2 separate regions of the Mus musculus genome follow, and region 1 is linked to region 2. A link is a contact called in public HiChIP or PLAC-seq data. All regions are on one chromosome and are shown on one strand. The core of a region is the stretch at or near the end of the contact, and the rest is flanking DNA. Distances in the headings are between cores, read along the strand shown. Region 1 overlaps Mast4 (microtubule associated serine/threonine kinase family member 4). Region 2 overlaps Mast4 (microtubule associated serine/threonine kinase family member 4).

Region 1 (3,110 bases), core at 228-2,727, 71 kb after region 2:
GTCGAGAACACGGGTTTTCAAAGGAACAAATTCCAGAGTGGAGACACAAAGTGCGGGCACAGCTTCTATGGCCAGGAAACACAAACACACACACACACACACACACACACATACACACACACGAGGCATGCTCGCACACAAGCACACATGCACCAAAGTAGCAGACAAGAAAGGAACATGAAAATATGAAGACTGAGGCCAGTAGTCTGGTAGAAAGGAAAGCTGGTCAATCTATGTCTCTAAAATGAAACTCATTTCAATGCAGTCGCCACTACATACAGCAGGTTCAAAGGGACAAGCTGGACACAGGAGCACCGTGGGACCCACCCCCGGGTTAGCTTGTGTCATGGGATGAGGCTGCTGTGATGAGGTGACTTGATGGACTCCAGGACAGTTCCCCTTGACCCTTCCTGAGCTCCCTTCATCACGAATTTTTTGGAAAGCCCAGAGAGGCCCATTGCTAGGTATTCTGTGTAACTGTCTCTGCGTGGGCCCTTCCAAGTGGCGCCATGTACTGTTCTTCCTGCCTTCCCTAGTCCTTTGTACGTCCTTTTAATAAAAACAGGGTAATTAGACATCATGAAGCCCAGAGGAGGAGGTGTAAGGTTTGGCTCATGGCAGGAACCTAAGAACTAAAATACAAACAAACAGAATTGAATATATGAGAGTTTATAAAGAAATGAGAATATATCAGGAACAAGGGAATGTACGAATAGTAAGCACTATCAACCTCATTTTACTAAGGGTCCACTCACACACCATGATTAGTGCTGTGGTCTAAACGTGTGTAACCCCTCCCCCTCCCAGGCACTCGCACGCCAAAGCCTTTACTCCCAGTGTGATATTTATAGGTGGGCCTTTGGGTGATAATTAAGGCTGGCTTTGACAATGGGGTAGGGTGTTGAGGATGAGCCCAGTGTCTTGACTGAAATGAAAGACAGAGTATCTCTCTCCTAAGCATCCAGCCAGGTAAGTAGAAAGAGATGGTAGATACAAAGTCTGTAGGCACCTTGGTTTCGGACTCTCCATCAGCCTGTGGGAAATGACTGTACTGTCGTTTTGTTACAGCAGCCCAGAGTGCTGGCACAGAAAGCTGCCTGCTTTAAGTCCTCATGATTTCCTAGCTGCGTAAACGTGGCTGCTTCCATATAGCAGAGGAAACAGAACCCCCAACAAACGGAAGCTGTGCTCCAGAGCCACCTGCTGCGGAGCCATGCATGAGGCATACATACGCTGGAAGCTTGCACATACAGCAGCAGCCAGAGCCACAACTCCAGAACTTAGGATGTCCTCCTCACGTCCTTGACACCAGCCAAGGTGATTTACACGCACACGTCACACTTGTTTTTACAACACCCTTCTGAGTTAAGAACTATATCTTGCCGATAACAAAAGCAAAGCTTCAAAGGAGCACCGTGCCTACAGGGGTTGGCGCCAATACATGGCAGCAACACTCAGACCAGACAGGAGGCTGGGTGACCTTGCAGCCGCTGCTCTCAGCCACACAGAAGCCTGCCCTGTGCGTGAGTCTCTACTGCTATCATACACTGCAACCCAGACTGCAGAAGTCAGTGCTTACACAAAGACAGTGTGAGCCGGCCAGTTCTGACTCCAGGCACTTGGGCCCAGGCTTAATGGGCAGTTGCTGTTCTGGCCAGGCTCCCCAGAGACAGCTCTGTGACGCTGCCCAAGCCAGCATGCTCCAAGACCTCAGCTGTCTGAGACATATAGATGAACCCAAGTGACACAGGTAAGTTGAGAGTCCAGCCAGGAGAAAGTACCCCTGCTGACCATGAGGCCACATGAAGGAAATGTGTACTGAGTTCTACCTACAGGGGGATGGGATGTATAATAAAAATAATCTACTCTCACACATCATCAGATATGACTCAGCTTACCAAAATGTGTCTCACAGTTAGGCTACCGTACACCCTAAGAAATGAATTGTGAGCTTTACCATTAATAGAAAGAGTAAGGTTTTAATGGAAAACTGCAAATAGTGTCAATCGTATTATTCAATTTATCTCCACAGTAATGCTAAAACAGAGAATATATCATACGAAGCTATGAAACTATTAGTGCTTCATTAAAAATATATGATTAAAAAATCACAAGATGAAGTAAATCTAGGCTTATTTCTCTCTTTTTTAAAATTTTTATTTATTTATTTACTTATTTTATGCACATGAGTACACTGTTGCTGTCCTCGGACACACCAGAAGAGGGCATCATATCCCATTACAGATGGTTGTGAGCCACCATGTGGTTGCTGGGAATTGAACTCAGGACCTCTGGAAGAACAGTCGGGTGCTCTTGACCGTTGAGCCATCTCTCCAGCCCCGGCTTATTTCTCTTAACAACATATTTGATTTTTAGTTATGCGTCTCTATGTAAGTGGATGTGGGTTTGTGCAAATGAGCACAGGCACCTATAGAGGCCAGAAGTGGGAGTCAGATTTCCTGGAGCCGGAGTTACAGGTGTGTAAGCCACCCGGTGTGGGTGCTGGGAGCCAAACTGGGGTCCTGCACAAGAACAGTAGGCTCTGAACTCTTCAGCCAACTCTCCAGTCCCCCATGCAGACCTACTTCTAACTTGGAGCATCAAGGTTTTAGAATTATTAGTCTGCTAGCACTTTCTTCGGTCATTTTGAACTTCTGACAAAAATCTGTATGTTGCTACAGCTTCCCTGAGGATGTGTGTGTTCTCAACAAATAAAACTGGGCAAGTACTGCTAATAAAATAAAGCCAGTATTCTCACGTATTGGCCTCTCCAAAAGACGAGTTTAGTATTTGTATTATCAATGTGACTTAATGGCTTTGTGTACATGTTCACGGGTGCCAAAAGAAATTGGAAAGAGCGTCAGAAAACTGATTAAAATGGTCCCTTGTATCCAGTGCCTTTTTAAGGTGAATCCTTTATCTTCAATTACAGATATTCCATTCAAATGGAACAAGAATTTCAGTGGATTTTGATGTAATCTCACTTAGGTTTTAAAATCACTCACTGTTTCAGGCAATATGGTGCCTGCCTCATCATCTTCATTTAAGAATGAATTGCTTTTTCCATTACAGCCTCTCTCATCTGAGGTGTTTTGCTCTGCTTTTCAAAA
Region 2 (3,168 bases), core at 174-2,673:
CTTAGGCAGGGTTTTACACAGCCCTGGCTGTCCATGAACTCAGCAAAGGATGACAGAGGACATCCTATCCTCTTGTCTCCATCTTCCTAAGGATTGAGGTTGTATGGTGCTGGAGACTGGACAGAGACAATGCTGTCAGCCAACTGGTCTACCAACTGAGCAATCCCCAGAGTTTAACAGTTTAACATAACAGGTTTGGTTTGGTGTGCATCTCTCTCTCTCTCTCTCTCTCTCTCTCTCTCTCTCTCTTTGTGTGTGTGTGTGTGTGTGTGTGTGTGCATATGTGTTTTAAAAAAGCAAGAATATTTCCATGAAAGTAACTACGAGATACTCAAATACTATATTACTATGTTACAGGCATTTCAAAAAACATTTCCCTAAATTCTATACACACATCTAAATTTATTACTAGAATTTCCAACCTAGGGACTGGAGGCATACCAGCTCAGCTGGTAAAGAGCTTGCTCTGTAAGCATAGAAACTTGAGTTCATGTCACCAGCACTCACATAAAAGCCTAAAGCAGTATTGGGCACCTGTATTCCCAGCACTGGTTAGTGGATCTGAGGGCCTTGCTGACTAGCCAGCCCAGAGATCTCTATGTGTTCCATTTTCAATAAGAGAATCTTGTCTCAAAAAATAAGGAAAAGTCTGAGAGAAAAAAGCTTTCCATGTATCTCTGGTCTATATATACATGTTCTCTCTGTCTCTCTCTGTCTCTCTCTGTCTCTCTGTCTCTGTCTGTCTCTCTGTCTCTGTCTTTGTCTCTCTGTCTCTCAGTCTCTGTCTCTGTCTCTCTGTCTCTCTCTCTCTCACACACACACACCCAGTATCCCATGTATAAAAATGCATGCACTCACAGATACACATAAAGACTTTTCATTCTAAGATATTAAAAAAATACTTCCTATGTGAGATGCTATCTATTTATATCTATATGGTAATCAAATTTATATGGTAGATCAAACCTTTTCTTCTCACTTATGTTATGCCTATCTGTGCAGAATTTCCTAATGATAGAAAATGTTCTCTGGGAAAATGTTGTGGGAGGGGAATCCAGGCCTGGAGGGCCTCTAGGAAGGAGTGTGGAGTAATAAGGGCTCCGTGGGCATGCCTTACATTCTAGTGTGTAAGTACAAGAATGGCCTCAGTTTCACCCAGAAGAAGTGACTTTGCATAACAATAGGTTAAAAGACAAAGTAGGTATAGACTTATGAAAAAAAAAAATCCCAGCCAAATCTCAGAGGAGACTACACAAAAGAAGAGAAAGAAACCCCCAAAGTACTTGATTTTCCCTGGCCATCACAGAGAATAAGGAACAAGGATTTGAAGCCTCCTCAAGAGACACTCACAGTCATGAGGGAAGCCCGCTTCTCCCTGGCTCCTGCCTGTGCATCCAAGGGCCTAATTTGCTTCTACACAATGGGGTAAAGGAGAACAATAGTGAATTCAGAGGACTGCTCACATGTCTAGTGAGATGATGACTATATACAGGGGCTGCCAGTTACCACAGCTGGACACTAGATCCCCGACTGGGGCAGCTAGCGCTGACCTCGCTATCAGTCTGGGGTACACTTTGTTCCTGGTGGATGCTGGATGCTTTCCCTCAGCTGCAGGAGGAAGTGGAAACTTTTAAGAACTTGTCTGACACTCCGGAATATTCCAAATGGGTGAAGGGGGCGTGCTGTGAAGCTTACCCATTGCTTGGTCCACAGAGTGGAGTTAGATGTCAAGCTTTATACATACAGAACAAATATCTATGGTCTGGCTAAGACTCAAGCATGCTGGCCTCAAGATCAAAAGATCACACCGCAGTCCTTGGTAGTTGGGTACCCCAAATTCTGCTCATGTTTCAGAATCAATTTTACTGGTTGAGCCCAACAGGCCCCTGACCTTCTACATTGTTAGTTCATCACTGATCAAAAAAAAAGCAAGTTTAAATAAAGTTTCTCTCAGAGATTTCCCCAGCTTTGGATCCTATGACTCAATGTTTCCATTTTTCTCAACACTTATCTGTCTCACACCACAGTTCAAAGAAGTGACCTCAAAATGTCCTGTGGAGGAACTGATTATTCCGGGAAAGGAGCCACTAAGCACTGGGGCTCCCACATTCTGGTGACAATAATGGCAGTGTGTCTGTCTCCATTATACAGACAGAAGCCTCTGGTTATCCAGGTTGACCAATGCAAGTACAGTATAAGTCCTACCCAAATCCACGAGTCTCTCGGCCTGCTCTCAGAAATCTAACAAAACAGGCTCTCAGAAAATGCTTACTAAAATGATGTGGCTTTAGGAGTACTTCCTCAGGGCTGGAGAGTTGGTGAAGAGCACTTGTGTTCTTAGGAAAGACCTGAGATCAGTTCCTGGCACCCACACAGAGGTCCACAACCACCTGGAACTCCTGTCCCAGGGAATCTGATGCCCTCTTCTGTCCTCCATGGGCACCAGACACGGGCATATACACAGGCATATAGGCAAAACACTCATACACATAAAAAATAAAATAAGGCTTTTGAAGAGGAGGAGGAGGAGGAGGAGGAAGAGGGAAAAAGAGGAGGAGGAAGAGGAGGAGGGGGAGGGGGAGGAGGAGGAGGAGGAGGGGGGAGGGGGAGGAGGAGGAGGAGGAGGAGGAGGGGAGAGGGAGGAGGAGGAGGAGGGGAGAGGGAGGAGGAGGAAAGGATTACTTCTGCTACCTACTTGGTAGATTTTTGGCTAACCCAACAGCTACATATAAATTAAATTACAAATCTAAGGAGGGGCATAGTGTCCACACTTCAGTCTTCATTCTCCTTGAGTTTCATGTGTTTAGCAAATTATATCTTATATCTTGGGTATCCTAGGTTTGGGGCTAATATCCACTTATCAGTGAATACATATTGTGTGAGTTTCTTTGTGAATGTGTTACCTCACTCAGGATGATGCCCTCCAGGTCCATCCATTTGGCTAGGAATTTCATAAATTCACTCTTTTTAATAGCTGAGTAGTACTCCATTGTGTAGATGTACCACATTTTCTGTATCCATTCCTCTGTTGAGGGGCATCTAGGTTCTTTCCAGCTTCTGGCTATTATAAATAAGGCTGCTATGAACATAGTGGAGCATGTGTCCTTCTTACCTGTTGGGGCATCTTCTGGATATATGCCCAGGAGAGGTATTGCTGGATCCTCCGGT

The links. HiChIP or PLAC-seq counts read pairs in DNA pulled down with a chosen protein or histone mark.
Region 1: an H3K27ac HiChIP or PLAC-seq map of heart atrium shows a contact between it and region 2, with 5 read pairs. The contact joins two enhancer-like sites. A contact is called at or near these places in 3 of 484 Hi-C or Micro-C datasets (embryonic fibroblasts, embryonic stem cells and nephron progenitors), 2 of 115 datasets of contacts at active chromatin or transcription factors (heart atrium and neural progenitor cells) and 1 of 9 other capture datasets (pancreatic islet).

What each region holds. Positions count from the first base shown.
Region 1 is chr13:103,084,429-103,087,538 of GRCm38.p6, forward strand. All of the region lies in intron 3 of Mast4 (microtubule associated serine/threonine kinase family member 4), which reads right to left. Among named protein-coding and RNA genes, the nearest start is that of Gm30050, 11 kb to the right of the region's middle. Within about 2 kb of position 1,478, at least 12 of the 459 cell types and tissues checked have an H3K27ac peak or open chromatin away from gene starts, as enhancers often do. A contact at or near this core is called in heart atrium, where this site is marked.
Region 2 is chr13:103,013,303-103,016,470 of GRCm38.p6, forward strand. The region is part of intron 4 of Mast4 (microtubule associated serine/threonine kinase family member 4); the gene reads right to left. Among named protein-coding and RNA genes, the nearest start is that of Gm30050, 82 kb to the right of the region's middle. Within about 2 kb of position 1,424, at least 32 of the 459 cell types and tissues checked have an H3K27ac peak or open chromatin away from gene starts, as enhancers often do. A contact at or near this core is called in heart atrium, where this site is marked.